3 separate regions of the Mus musculus genome follow, and all the other regions are linked to region 2. A link is a contact called in public promoter capture Hi-C data. All regions are on one chromosome and are shown on one strand. The core of a region is the stretch at or near the end of the contact, and the rest is flanking DNA. Distances in the headings are between cores, read along the strand shown.

Region 1 (4,943 bases), core at 1,782-4,281, 110 kb after region 2:
TCTGAAGGATACTTTTGCTGGACACAAAATTTTAGACTGTTTTCCCTCTCAGATCCTTTAGAATTCTATCTCACCCACTCTCTTTTCTGTTTGGTTCCTGGAAAGAACGTAGGTGCTGATTGCTATCTTTCTATAAGAAATGTGGGTTTTGTTTATGTAGGATTTTCTCTGTCTTTGACTTCCTATGGTGGGGATAACTTGATACACTTTGCAACAGGGAGCACATGAAAGTTAACTGGGGCGCATCATCTTGTCTTTTTAAACTAGTCACGTTTGGCATACCTTTTGGTGTGGATCTCTTTTTTCTGGTTCATCTTTAGCATGCTTCATCTATTTCTTTTACTTTTAACTTTAGCTTCCATTGTGCTTCTTATAAGCAATTAATATAATAAGAATCTCGAGTCTTCTGGTTGGTTAAACCATGAGTCTTAACCAGTAAACTACTAACAATTGTAATTAGTGTCACATCAGAATCTCTTTAGTCTTTAACTGAGTTGACTTCGGAACTTTTCTTCTTGGGTTGCCACAGGTTGTACAATCAAATTTGTCCTTCTCTATTTATTTTGTATTTTTTTCAATCTTTATAATTACTAATTTTCTTTAAAGAAAAAACCCTACACTCTGCATAAAGAATTACATGCAACTAAAGAATGCTGAAAGTCGGAGAAACAGTTTTCCTCCGGGAGGGGCACAGCAATTGGTTATCTGATACCAAATGGTACACACATAAGTAACATTCTACAGACCAAGAACATTGTATTTAAGATATAATATAGGTATGAGACAATGTGGTGACCTTCGCTGAGCCACCTAACAGTGGGGTTATGGAACCTGAAGACGTCACCTCCTATAGCCAAACAGCACCCCTCAGTAGAAGGATAAGGACACCGGCTCACCCACAAAACTTTTGACCCAAAATTTGTCCTGTCTAAAAGAAATAAAGGGGCAAACATGGAGCCAAGGCTGGAGGAATGGCCAACCAATAACCAGACCCATCTCATGGGCAAGCACTAATCCCTGACACTATTAATAATACTCTGTTACGCTTGCAGACAGGAGCTTAGCATAACTGTCCTCTGAGAGGCTCTACCCAGCAGCGGACTGAAACAAATGCAGATACCCACAGCCAAACATTGGACAGAGGTCAGGGACTCTTATGGAAGAGCTGAGGAAAGGACTGAAGGCCCTGAAGGGGGTAGGAACTCCCCAGCATCAACTAACCTGTTGGTCTTCCCTGTCAGTCATCTTAACCTGTTGGTAAATACTGAGAGCTCTCAGAGACTGACCCACCAACCAAAGAGCTATATGGGGTGGTCTGAGGCTCCCCACATTAATGTACCAATTAAATGCTGCTCAGTTTCCATGTGGGTTCCCCCAAAACTGGAGCTGGGCTGTCCGTAAAGCTGTTGTCTAACTGTGGAATCTGTTCCCCAACAGGGCTGCCCTGGCTAGCCTCAGTGGCTAAGCCTAATTTTGCAGAGCCTTGATGTGCCAGGGTTGGAGGGATACCCACGGGGCTCCACTCTCTCAGAGGAAAAGGGGATGGGATATAGGGAGAGACTTTGTGAGGGAAGACTGGAAGGGGACAGCATTTGGGATATAAATAAATAAATAATGTTTTAAAAAAGAATATAGGTATGTACATATACACATATACATATAACAACAGTTAATACCTTTGGCTATGGATTTGAAAGACAGCAAGAAGAGTTATATGGGAGGGTTTGGAAGAAAGAAATGGAAGAGGGAAATGATGTAATAATTTCAAAAAATAAGAATAACTAGATAAAACCTACAAAATAGAAGAAAAGCAATGGCACAATAAAAAAGAAAATATCTGCCAGTGGGTGATGCAGATACTATTAATAACTTTTATTTAGCTTTGTTTCTTTTACTTGAAACAAAATTCTTTATATCTATTTTCCTAACTATCAAAAATAATTTCAACCCACTTCAGTTAGGATGGAAGAAGAGGAAGAAATACAGCATTTACTCATTCAACAAGCATTTTCACACTACATATAGGGACGTACCAGGAGTGTAAAAATGAATGCTAGAGTTCACAGCCACAAAGATCTCACTGTGCTACACTGACTTACTTTATCGATGACATGCAATTAACATACAGCCCGATCCTCGACTGCTGTGACATAGGACTGTTGTGAAAATGTGCACAAAGGACTGGCCGCTGTACTAGCTGCACAAAAGATACCTGATGAATGCTGGGTATTATTTTTGTGACGGGTGGTAAAACAGTAAATAGATATAAAAACTGCATGTTACTAGAATACAACAGGCAATGTTTCTGGGAGGAGGAAATGCCTGCGGATGCACCGCAGACAGGAAGCGCGCGCGGGGGTAGGGGTGGGGCGGGGCGGGGGGTGGGGCGGGGAGCACAGCAGAAGGAAAGCATGCCCTGCGTAGAGATAAAGAGATTCTGACTGACAGTCTCCATCAGGAGAGTGGAGCTGGTACTTAGAACTGGCAAGGTGGCTCAGCAGGTACAAGCACTTGGTACACAAACCTGACAACATGACCTTGATCCCTGGAACCCACGGTGGGAGGAGAGAAACAGTACCCAAAAGTCCTCTGACTTCCACACAAGCACTGTGGCACGAGTGTGCCTGCTTTCTCCTCCCTCCCTCCCTGGCCCCCGAGTCTCTCTGCTTCTTTGTCTCGGTCCTTGTTTGTCTCTCACACACATAAATAAAAATCGTAAGGTATTAGTATTTATTCATCAGTTATGTGTTAGTCACTACATTCATGTACACACTCATGTACACACACACACACACACACACAGATCTGAGGTAGAAATTATAACTCCCATTTGACAGGATAACTAAGTCTTAGCAAGGCTAAGCAAATTATTCAGCACTGGGTGCTGCATGGGACAACTATGAGACCAGGAAAGGAAAGTGACGGGACAGGCCAACGATCTGAAAAACCCAAGCTATTGAAGTCTCAAACACTTGGCACTGAGTTGTTCTGTCAGAAGTGGCCCTGCGGGGCACAGGCAGGGAGACCCGGAACCTGCAGCATCAGTAAGCAGCTAACCCTCCTGCAATTGCTCTGGCTACCCATGCGGGTCTGGGCCAGAGCGGTAGCACCAGGAAGGAAGCATGCAGGCAGGAATGCCACACACCCTGGTTTCTGGTCTGGCTTTGCCATTAGCAGGCTTGGGTGAAATCCCAATTTCATGAATAGAACTGATTAGCTACTCTCTTATCAGAGTGACACAAATATATCCCAAAAACATGAGGGAGGAGAGGTTTGCTGTGGATCATGGTTTCACGGCCCTCAGTCCATCAAAGCAGAGAATATGGGTGGAGGAGCTCATGATGACAGACAGGCAGCAGAGGGGGTATTGTCTTCAAAGGGCCTACTGACTTAACTTCTGCCAACTCCTAAAGGCTCCTCGGCTTTTAAAATAGCACAAGCTGGGACCAGAACGCATACACATAAGCCTGTGGGGGACACTTCTGATTCAAACCATAGCACGCAATCCACAGCTCTCATTTCATACTGCAAATTCCATAATTTAGGATATATTCAGGGGCTGGAGATGGCTCAGCGGTTAAGAACACTGACTGCTCTTCCAGAGGTCCTCAGTTCAAATCCCAGCAACCACATGAAGGCTCACAACCACCTGTACAGCTACAGTGTACTCATATACATAAAATAAATAAATCTTTCTTTTAAAAAGATATATTCAGTCCAACTTCAAGTCCCTATGGTCTTAATAAGGTCTCAGTATTGCTCAAAAGTCTAAAATACCTTCTGACATTCAAAACCATTCTCTTAGTTGGAAATTTTGTAAAATCGAAAACCAAGTTATGCATACTCCCTATTAATTCATTCCTGGTCAACATTCCTAGTCCGAGAGGAAAGAATGAGACACAGCAAGGGAACAGTGAGTCAAAGCAAGATGAACACTCGCAGAGAAAACATGAAACCCTGAAGCTCCATGTGCCATCAGGGTCACATAGTGTCATGATCTGAGTTTTGAAGAGCTATGTGCCCAGACCTACCATTCACAGCACAAGCTACCTTGGGGGTAGCTTCACAGAGCCCACAGCTTTTTTCCAGCACCAAACATCTTTCTGGCATCTCCAGCATCCTAGAATCACCTGCTCAGGGATTCCCTGCAGGGAACTTAGCCCTGGCTCTTCTGCTTTCTCGAACTTTGGTGAAACCTCTGTGACCCTGTAACTCTTTAAGATGCTGGCAAAACACTCCTCCTTCAAACCAAAGGTCTCTGAGCCACCCGGCAGGGTTAAACCATAGCATGCCCACTTCTCTGGCACCAGCTTTCTATGTAACTTTATTGCTGAGAAACAGCTTAAGGACCTGACCTGACCTTTGATGATGTCTGTATAGATGAGTTACCTAGTTATCTATGACCAAAGCACAAGAAGTAAATCAGGAGGGAGATCTGCGATTTAAAACTACCAGAACTTGAGAATAGATGTGTTCAGGGAGACTGGAAGAGTTAGAAGAGGCAAGCCAGAAAACAAGTGCACATATACAGAAATCTTCCAATACTGGCTTTTTCTTTTAAATTGGATTACGTTTCTGTCATAGACCTGGTTAACCATGATCTTGGCAAGGCAGTTCTGGGGATATCAATGCCAAGCAACTCCCCTCCCCATTCTACCCACACATCAGCTCTGGCTGAGGTAAGGGAAGTTTAGGAAGTACCACGGGCCTACATCTGACCACTCACATCTCAACTGCACATACACTGAATTCTCAGAAACACTAAATTATCCAAGAAAATAGTTAAAAATAATAAACTTTTAAAATAATTTTATTATCCACGTGTATAGTTTTGTGCATGAGTACAAGTGCTTACAGGGGCCAGAAGAGGATGTGAGATCCTCAGGCTGTGAGCCACTGACTGTTATAAACCACCCAGAGTGGGTGCAAGGAGCGAACTTGGG
Region 2 (4,945 bases), core at 1,099-3,598:
GCAGATGTGGCCTTGCTGACCTGGGTCAAGCCATGATTCTACAATGACATCTGCATGCCTATGAGGCAACCCTGTAACTCCACTTTCCTCAAGGACTTATGAAGGATCTGAGAAGATGCTGACAAACACGGGTGCCCCATTTTTCCCCCATTCTTTGGTCCCCTCATTTGTCCTTTGGACCACCATTTGACAGAAAGGAGACTTCCCTTAATTCCACCCAACAGAGGTGTCCTTTCTGCAGGTGCAGAGGTAGAAGAGTAGAAGGGCCAGCCGTCCAAAGGCCCTGGTTTTGTAGAAACAAGTCTAGCTTCAGCATCCTACTAGGTAAGTAACTGCCAAGTGCTATGCACATTGGGAGAAAGGTCCAGGCTTGGTCCCAGATGATTAGGAGGATGTCCCATGACAGAGAGAGAGGGAGAGACAGAGAGACAGAGACAGAGAGAGACAGAGATCTGATACCCCCTCTTAGCTGATGATGAAGCCTCAGGGAAATCTAAGGATACAGGATTTTCCCTTTCCATCCAAGTCAGCGACCACATGGGGAAGAAACACAGGTTGCAGTAGTTCTGGGTCTGACCCATGTTTAAGTGATGGTAGTAGCTCCCCCCTCTTTCTATACTGAGGACCTTCAGGGAGCCCTGGCTGATGAACAAAATGTAGAGGGTTTTTATTGTAGGGGACTTTCTACTAGCTAGAAGCCACAGTTTTCCCAGGAACAATGCTGCCAAACGTACCAGCTAACCTTACTATCTGAAAGCAGCAAGTGTGTACTACTCCTGTGCTTCTGTGAGTTGCTAAGGCTCAGGTGAGTGACTTTTTTGGTTTTCTCATAGGACTACAGACAAGATACCCAGGATTGGAGTCTTCAAGGATCTCTCCTAGGACCCAGGGACGGCTGGCCTGTCTATGACCTAATCTCTAAGCCTCTGTTTCCCATGCGGCCTCTCTGTGTGATTTCTGAGGTGAGCTGGCTAAAGGGGGTAATTGCCTCTCACTTAGCAGGGAGCTGGCCTGGCCTGGCTTCCTCTGCGACCTCCTGATGGCTCAGAAATGAAGGGAAGGGGCAGCAGCTCTGCCTCTTCATGGTGGAGTGACAGTGTCATTTTCCCCTGTAATCCACTACACAGACCCAAGTCAGTCCTCACAGGAGAAAAGAGTTGTCGACAAACTCAAGTAGCTGTGACAGACACCAGAAGTGCGCTGGCTTGCTGTTGGAAGCCAGAGGCTGAGGAGAGATTGGTAAGGGCTGAGCCCACGTCCAGGCTTTGAGGCCGTACGAGGACTATACTGAGCTGAAGCTGAAGGCAGTAAACCCTGAACCCAAAGAAGGCACATGTCCCCAGGATGAAAGAAGTGTGTGGCGGATAGCAACTCCAAGGACTGGCAGCCCCTGGCTGAGGAGGCGGAAGGGAACCAGACACTCTTATTTGGTTTTAAGGCTCCAGGACGTCATGTTGATTTGATCTTTCTCTGAGCCCCGGAGTCCTAGGCACTGCCATATTATGTGCCACATCAGCCGGTGGACTGCAGACTGGCCTGCACCCTGAGGGGCTCCTTCAGACAGCTCTCAGGGGTTGTCCCGTGCCTCAGCTTTACCTCTGGCACATCCTGACAGACCCATCTCCCTTAATGTCCCAATGTCGCGTCCCTGCTAGCTCCCAGGCCACCCTTAGATGGGCGCTCCGACCTTCCATGTATGCAGGAGGACGTTAAAGCCTCCTGCTGAGCCAGGCCCATGCTCAGACACCCTCCAAAAGAGAGCTGAGGAGAACTGCTTTCTCTCTACTTGGCAACTACCCGAGGCTTGGCCTCTGAAAGCCAGACACGGTTTCTAAATGTTCACAGCAACTGATAAAATAAACACCGGCAGACTGTCATCCAGGGCCTTAGCAAACCAGATTCTGTCATCTCCCTCTGTCTCCTCACACCCTCTCTTCAGAGTATTCTGAGGCAAATCCCAGGCATCTTTTCTTTCATTCACGAGTATTTCCAAATTTGACTCTAGAAGCAAGGTGTCTTCAATGATGAGACTAACTCAGAGAGTTTGAGAACTCTAACCCAAGGGAAAGCCACTCAGTGGAATGTGGCATAGATGAGAGGGCACCAGGCTGGCCCAGAAGTTCAAGTTCCCAAGAACATGAAGGGACCGGAAGAAGAGAGAATGATAAACAGACACCAGGAAGATTCCTGAAGGTGACAGCTTGAGAGCAGCCACATGCTACTCTGCACCAGTCTTCCCGTTCCGAACTCTTCCCACCAGAACCACAATCTACACGTGTGTGGCCCAGGTGTGCCTGAAGGTAGAAAGAATCTTACCATTCATTTCTACCCCAAGACAGCACAGACTATAGTAAACAGCTCACCACAGAAGGGGTTAGACACCCAACAGCCACAGCCACAGCCACAGCCACACTGTCCCTCCTGCATTGTCACTACCCACAATACCCCACTCAGAAGAGTTCCTAAAGGACAGCAATTGCGCTTGAATCCCTCTCTATGTGCATAGGCCAGGGCCTCTAGACCTCGGCAGTACTCAGTGAATCAGAAGGCCGGTGGGTCTTTGATGTGGGTGATTAAGAAGCTGCAGACACGGTACCCTGGATGCTGTGGCAGTCCTAGCAAAGATGTCTGCGGACATTGCCAACTGTCCTTTGGAGGCAAAGTCGCCCATCCTTAATCAGCCTCTACTCTATATTTATAGTAAGTACACTTGTGTACTTGTAGCTTTAAAAAAAATAGAATTGCTTTATTCTATATAGAGAATATATTTATATTGAGAATTTTTAAGGACTGGAACCCAAGCTCTTCTGACGAACACTCACTTGCTCATTAAGGTCATTATAAACCAAGCCAGGCCCTGACAGCACCCTCCCTCATCTGGAAAGGGGAGGGGACCACTGCCAAGTTCTAGGCGTGCTGAAGTCTCAGGCTGGTGGGTCTATATTCTAACAAGGAGACACTGCTTAGACACTGTTGCTTCTCAGTCTAGCACAGTGGTTCTCACCCTTCCTAATACCGAGACCCTTTATCACAGATCCTCACATTGTAGTGATACCAACCATAAAATTATTTTCATTGCTACCTCATAACTGCTACTACCACACACACACAAAGGGGTTTGAACCCACGGATTGAAAACAACTGCTGTAACATCTATTATGTTGTAGGAAGCAAGCTGAACTGTTCCACTGACTTGAGATGGGTGCACAGAACTAAATCTTCTGTGTTGACATCACTGTGGAGGCTGTAGGTCATCTCACAGGTGAGACCCAATCCAGGAGCTAGAAGAAGGAATACCCCTTGAGGAGATTTGGGGAGTCATTTTCCACCCAACATCACACAAACCTTTGGGGTTTTACTTTAGATGCCTGTATGCATCTCCATCCTCTCCCTGTCTCTTCTCTAAGAGAGAGAGAAGCTCACTATTGTTTTTTAACCTAAAAATTAGATGATGACTAAATTTTTCTCCCTCTCCAGAAGCCAAGAGGGATTCTAGCCTTTCTCACAGATTCCTTGAGTAGAAGCCATAGAATTCCTTCCTCTGTTACTTTACTTTGCTATTCAGAGGCTCCACACCCAAGGGTAATTTCTTCTGTTGTATCCACACCTATCTAACTTGGATGTTTGTTTGAAAAAGAAAGGTGGAGACCATCCACATTTAGTCTGTGAGATGCTGGCCTCTCGTGGGGACTTCATGTCCCGGGACAGGATGGACTCATTTTATCACGGAGCTGAGCTCATTACAGGCAGGAAGTAACCAAGGGACTCTGTTGACATTAGCAGACTAGAGGTCCTATCAGACCTTCGTGGCAGATTCCTTGGATTTTAACACAATTATGTTCCATGAAGTATTTACTGAATCAATGCTTTCTCATCTGTGTGGCCCCAATATTGGTTTATTAACACTCTGAGATTTGTAGTGGCCCAGGGCCAAACACTGGGCATTTTGTTTTCTGTGTCTAGGGCTTTCTAAGTTACAGGGACTTGAATCCAGGTTACACGTGGTGAGTTGCAAGGCGGTTCTGCCAATCTAGACAGTCACCAGGGGTGCGTAGCACGCTTGCTGTCTACCTGGGCTGGATGCAGGGAGTAATATGGACTGATAGATTAATAGAACAGACATGAGGTCAGGGAGACCCTAAGGCAGACAGATCTCTCCCCTTTCACTTCATCTGGACCAACACAACCACCCCACCCCACCCCCCTATCTATGAGCCAGGAAGCTTATATAGGCCCAGCACCTAACAGTTTCATTTCAGCTATCCCTGACTTGTTTAGGCTACGATTAGAGATGTGCTGTGGTCTCGCACACTCCCCTACCAGGAGAGGAGAAGTTTCTTTAGTTTATATTAGCACTCTAAACAGCAGGGCCTTAAGCCAGTTTATAGTTTAGGAGTGGGGGATTCTGTCTTTCAGACTACAGGCATATCCCTTGATCAGTCCACTTGTGAATAGGGCTAGGAGACAACCATAGTCTCTTAGACCTCGGGTTCTTCACCTTCGTGTGTCCTGTGGATAAGGCTAGAAGGGAATAGGGCGCTTTCAGGAATAAACACAGCAGAGATTTCTGGGGTATCAGGGGAAAATAATGAGACCAAGAGCACAGGCAGGGATGAGAAGAGCTAGTCAGACACTGGGCACGGATTGCGGGGTGTTTTGTCAGGTCAAACTGACTGCCTCTTCAGTTGACTAGAATATGCCTCTTGGGTAGAGGCTGGAGACTCAGGAGAATAAAGAGACTGTCCCAGTCTTGGGCGATGGAAATGGAAGCCACTAAGATTTCTTCAGGCCCCCCATTGGCTGGCCTCCTGGACAGCTGGAGTAAGTTAAACCCCAAGGACTTAGAAAGAAAACTTTAAACTTTCTCTCAGCTTGTGTGAGGTGTAAATACCCTCTGGGGGATGGTGAACCGTGTCCCCCCAGGGAGGGTGCTTAATTATAATAC
Region 3 (5,081 bases), core at 1,560-4,059, 66 kb before region 2:
TTGGCCTTGAGGGCCTTGGCAGGAAATGGGTTTCTGAGCTGAGACAATATGCTATCAAATAAGCCGGGGACTTCTTGCCTACTCTGTTTATTCATCAAGCATCGGCTTTAAATAAGGGCTATTTTTAGAATTGTCCTTTGATCTGGAAGTTAGTGTCAAGCCAACAATATTTAATCCATATGGAATGCATCTTGGAACGAGCTGGCCAGATGTCAGCTTCCCAGTAGTGCCTACGCAGAGGTAAAGTTTCATTTGTTAATAAACGTGAGTCTACCAGTTCCAGCACCTATTCAGACCAAACGTCCCGTCTGCTTCCCGGCCTTAGATCTTCCAGCTCATCAAGGCTCCTGGGCTTCGACTTACTTTCTGCATGTCATCTGTGCCCTCCGGAATGCTCTACATTAAACCCGGCTCAAGTCATTTGGTTCTTTTCCCGGGAGCCTGATGCTCAGTCCCAGCCACCGACCCTCTTGCAGCAAGTCAAGCCGCAGCTTCCCACCCTCACGGCCTGTCACTGCCGACCACACACCTGCTGGAAGTGAAACCGAGGCGCATACAGTGTAGAAGAGATTTTCCACCACCCACTTCTAAATGAAATAAGATGTGCTCAACCAAGACTGAAATACTGTGATTAATAGTTATCCCGCTCTCATGGTGCTTCCCCAGAGGGAGCGACCTACCTGGACTTTGATGAAGCAAAGAGTTCATGCCAAGTTCTCATTTTTAATTTATTAGACAAATCAAAGCTCTAGTGGAGGAGAGTAACATAATTTATCCAAAGTCTAGAAGGTTTCCAGTTTTCCACCATATGAATCTAGAAATGACCTCACTCTCTGTGTCACTGAATTAAATAATTATCATGAGGGCACTCACTCACGTAGCTCTTACTGCATGCCAGATGCATTCCCAAGCAGTTTGGCTGTGTGAAAATCCCATCAGGCAGGTATCGCCCTCCCGTGTTGTAGGTTAGCACTGAGACACAGAGAAAATCAGTAATTTCTCTGATGACCCAGTTATTGAGTTGAAACCAGATTCAAACTCAGTCTGTCTTAATTATTCAACCAGCTTGCAGTATGGTGCTAGTCTGTGCAATATGGCACTGCCTCTCCAATACTAGATTCTCATTAAATTCCCAAATTACATATGCATAAACAAAGGGGCCTGGTTGCTAGTTATCTAGGAGCAAGGATAATACATCATTCATACAAAGGCCAAATGCGGCCAATAGATGTACATATTTTCTTTGGTCAACACAATGCTTTAAAATAATTTAAATTTGAACATACATTAGACCAAGCATTCCTGTGTAATTGGCCAGTGTCTCTACCCCTTTAAAATACTACTAGCTAGCCTTATAGGCATCTAACTTTCATTTTAGAATAAATAGCTCATGCGGCATTTTGTGACGTGTACTTACAGGCATGCAAACTTAGGCTTATTCAGAAACAACTGTTCTGAAGCTAATGATGTTTATCTGTTGAGCATTATTCAAAACATAATTATCAGCGTCAGCTCCTGGCTGAGCAAGTGATGCAAGGCCACAGAGATGTCATTCAGTCTCTCTGTGAATCATTTTCATAACAATAGACATTTTATCTATATGTTGGTATTTTAGGGAAAGTGGATAACTAGAAGGAGAGTTGCCCCTTTTAACCAGTGGCTATGTAATACTTACAGTCGCTGTCACAGGGCCACTCATCTAGGGCAGAAGAACAAGGACATCTAGCCATCATACCGTTAAGGAAAACTTACCGGGCTGCAGACAGTGCACAAAATCACCGACCCCCTCCCTACAAAGCAGAGACATCCGGTGAATTGTTCAGGTTGAGTGTGGACGGAACCTTAACGTATATGCAGATCAGGATGGATGAAATAAAAAAAAAAGTTATCCTACGCAGGGGCATCTTAGAGTTTGGGCAAAGGTGGTGTGAGGCTTTAACCACCATTCAGTTAATATTCTCACAGGACTGTCTTAGAGCCATGATCTGACTTTTGGTTTGTGGCCAGGTTCTAGACATAACAACTGTGTCCCCTTGATTTCTTTCCAGGGGGAAGAGACACCGCAGGTCTTGGTGGCAAAGGAGGTCCTTATCGCTTGGATGCAGGCCACCCAGTGTATCAAGTCTCTGAGGTGGAGAAAGATGCAGTTCCTGAGGATGTCAAGAGAGCTGCAAGAGAGATGGCCCAGAAAGCATTTCAGCAGAGGTGAGTGTGCCTTGTGCATCTAGAACAGTGCAGGTGAGTAGTATACACACACACACACACACACACACACACACACACACTCACACTCACATACACACTCACTCAAAGCTAGAGTCACAAGGACTATGTCCTAGGATGATACTAAGAAAGGCAAAGATCTCTGGGCTAACAGGCCTGTCCTCATTTAGGGTTTGGAGATAAGAAAAGAGCCTAGAAATTCAAGTCAAGTGCGCCTTCAGGTTTCAGACGCATATGCCATGGCTGCCTTGGGCTACTGATTGGCCCCCCACTAGAAAGGAAGACTCCACAGGGTATTTTACTAGAAGTTCACACGTGCCCTTCAGCAAAAAGTGAAAAATCTCAAAGCAGCAGGGAGCACCCTTTCACACTGAGGAGGGACAGAGAGCAGATTTCCATTTCTGTGCTCAGTGGAAGGAGCTGGGGCAGCCCGACAAAAACATGGTGAAGAGTATGTGAGTTATGAAATTCCTCCCACGTAGAACATCTGGAATGTTCTCACATGCCGTGCTTTCACATCCTACAAGTAAACAGCAGAGAACAAGAGAGACAAAAATGCAGGTCCAGCCGCCACGCCCTCAGGAAAGCCCGCAAGCCTCTCACCCCTGTGGTACTGCAGCAGGTAAACTTCAGGTGTCGGGGCTGTGTTGCCCTCAGCCTCATCACTGACTTCCCTGGAGCCTCGGGCAGCTGTTCTGCCCTCCCTGTGCCACGCTGCATCCGTGGAAATGGGGAGTCCCCTTCCCCCCGCCCCCAGAGGTTGTGAGACTAGAAAACTTTTTAGGGATCAAAGTATGCATTTCTCAAAAGACGTGGAGGAAAGTCACGTCATAACGACAAGTCTTATTAGAATTAAAATTACTCAACATCTCATATGAAAAATAAAACTTCCTTTGAGAAAAAAATAGAAATTAGGCATGCGTCATTCTCCTCTTCAATTAGTAAAGGGCTGTTACTGCCACGCCCCAGCCCTCGCAAGTGATTATCCAGTCTGATTCTGCTTACTTGGTCATACAGAGTGCCCTAGCACATGAGCGGTCATGAGAGGCAGGAAGCTTTCACAGTGGCACTTAGCCATGAGTAAGCTAAGATTGCTCCTCTCTGACTGCCACCAGAACAAAACCTATCGGGACACTATGAAGAACCTCCAGGGAGAGGGGCCAAGGGCCACCTGTGATCCTAAGACAGCTGAATGTACCTGCCTATGAGGTAGTGAAGGGAAGAAAGCAGGCAGGGTGTGAGACGAAAGAGATGAAGCACACAGAGACCCTGGGAAAGACTGCACAGCAAAGCAAGAACAAACACTACCTTAGAAGTGGGCTTGCGACCCACCGGACAAGTGTCTACTCAGCACTGCCAAAAGTGCATCTTTTAACTTTTTCTTCTGGACCTTTTCAAGCCCAGCTGTAAGTAAAGAGAAGCACATGATGAACCCTGCAGACCCTGCCCCATCCCATTCTCCTCTTTGGATTGTTTAGAGCTAATCCAAGATATTATCTCATCTTGTCATAAATCTTGCAGACCGTCTCTCTACCCACAACTAAATAAGACAGAAATTCCACAAGCCCACCGATACACACATCCATTTCTATGGTAATAATTCTTTATTCTCGTCTTGATTTCAGAATGAGTCATGTGCACAGTGAGGTCAGGTCCAGATGCTTTCACAGCATCCTGTATCTTGTCTCTAACACCGACCACTCTCTCCCATCTTATCACTTGTGGGAGGGATGGCTTCTCCCCTCCTCTGTAAGCTGCACGAGGACAGAGCCTGGAGTGGGGCAAACACACACAGAGAATGAGCAACACACGTGCGTGCAGGAGCCGGCTTTCACCTGTTGGTTCCTGTCCTACGATGGACTGACTAAGCAGTCCTCACCATTAGTTAGAAGTCTTCCCTGGTACAAAGGACCTCCCCACGTCATTCACAGCATTCAGTTAGCATTGATTTAAAACAGATATTAGCCCTGCACCTCAAGAACTGATCAATTGACGCTGTCTATCGGAGAGACACAAGCCTAAGACTTGTAGATCACATCCAGAAATGTGTGACACCAGGGGAGTGGGGACAGGGAAGTGCTTGCACTGGCTCAAGCACACTTGGAAAAGCTGTCTGGTGGGGCGTTCGTGTGCGCGTGCGCGTGTGCGTGCGCGTGTGCGTGTGTGTATATGTGTGTGTGTGCGTGTGTGTGTGTGTGTGTGTGTGTGTGTGTCTGTTTGTGAGACTGCACCCACCCCCATTTGCATAACTAAGCAACTCCACACAGTAGGTCTCAGCTTGTGTTTGCTTTCCTCCTCACACTTTAATCCAAATTATAGTATTTAAGTCTAACCTATAGAAGAAGTAAAATAAGATTCCCACACTCTTACATAATGATAAATACACCTTTAAGCATGTACCACCAACAGCATGCTGTTTATCCACATGGATTCCCAGGCTCGTCTAACCCAGAGGTTAAAGTTCCCTTCTTTAGTCTTTTATTTCCCGCTTCAGCCTTTAACATTCAGGACGTATTATCTCCTGTGAGCGAGCATCCTCTGAGTGTCCTAGCGAAGGCTGACATAACCCAAAATATGATTTCCAGATTTCCTCGTACTTAAATTGGCATGGGATGGTTAGGGGTGCACGGTGATCACCCCTGAGATAGCTATGTAACTAGAGCTAACTCTGATCTCTCCCGAGGCCAGTGTGCTCCAGGCGGCTTCCCAGCTGCCGGGTCCTCTTCTCTGTGTGTATTCATTCCCTCCTCTGGCTCCTTTCCCACCTACCGTGCTCCAAAGACAAGCTCTGTCCAAACAGTTCCCGATTCGTACTGACCTGAGTTCTTTGAGAAAGTGCATTTGGCTGCCTACACATG

The links. Capture Hi-C pulls out chosen DNA fragments and counts their contacts.
Region 1: a contact with region 2 is called in a promoter capture Hi-C map of adipose tissue. The contact joins two enhancer-like sites. A contact is called at or near these places in 2 of 484 Hi-C or Micro-C datasets (both in double positive thymocytes), 1 of 115 datasets of contacts at active chromatin or transcription factors (double positive thymocytes) and 2 of 9 other capture datasets (adipose tissue and embryonic stem cells).
Region 3: a promoter capture Hi-C map of adipose tissue shows a contact between it and region 2. The contact joins two enhancer-like sites. A contact is called at or near these places in 1 of 15 datasets of contacts at CTCF or cohesin (large pre-B cells), 2 of 484 Hi-C or Micro-C datasets (B cells and nephron progenitors) and 2 of 9 other capture datasets (adipose tissue and pancreatic islet).

What each region holds. Positions count from the first base shown.
Region 1 is chr14:79,329,035-79,333,977 of GRCm38.p6, forward strand. No RefSeq gene overlaps it. Among named protein-coding and RNA genes, the nearest start is that of Rgcc, 30 kb to the left of the region's middle. Within about 2 kb of position 3,032, at least 99 of the 459 cell types and tissues checked have an H3K27ac peak or open chromatin away from gene starts, as enhancers often do. A contact at or near this core is called in adipose tissue, where this site is marked.
Region 2 is chr14:79,224,448-79,229,392 of GRCm38.p6, forward strand. The region is part of intron 1 of Zfp957 (zinc finger protein 957); the gene reads right to left. Among named protein-coding and RNA genes, the nearest start is that of Zfp957, 20 kb to the right of the region's middle. Within about 2 kb of position 2,349, at least 30 of the 459 cell types and tissues checked have an H3K27ac peak or open chromatin away from gene starts, as enhancers often do. A contact at or near this core is called in adipose tissue, where this site is marked.
Region 3 is chr14:79,157,917-79,162,997 of GRCm38.p6, forward strand. It overlaps Vwa8 (von Willebrand factor A domain containing 8), which reads left to right. Exons shown (of 45, transcript NM_027906.1): 39 at 2,049-2,205. Among named protein-coding and RNA genes, the nearest start is that of Gm30970, 25 kb to the left of the region's middle. Within about 2 kb of position 2,810, at least 7 of the 459 cell types and tissues checked have an H3K27ac peak or open chromatin away from gene starts, as enhancers often do. A contact at or near this core is called in adipose tissue, where this site is marked.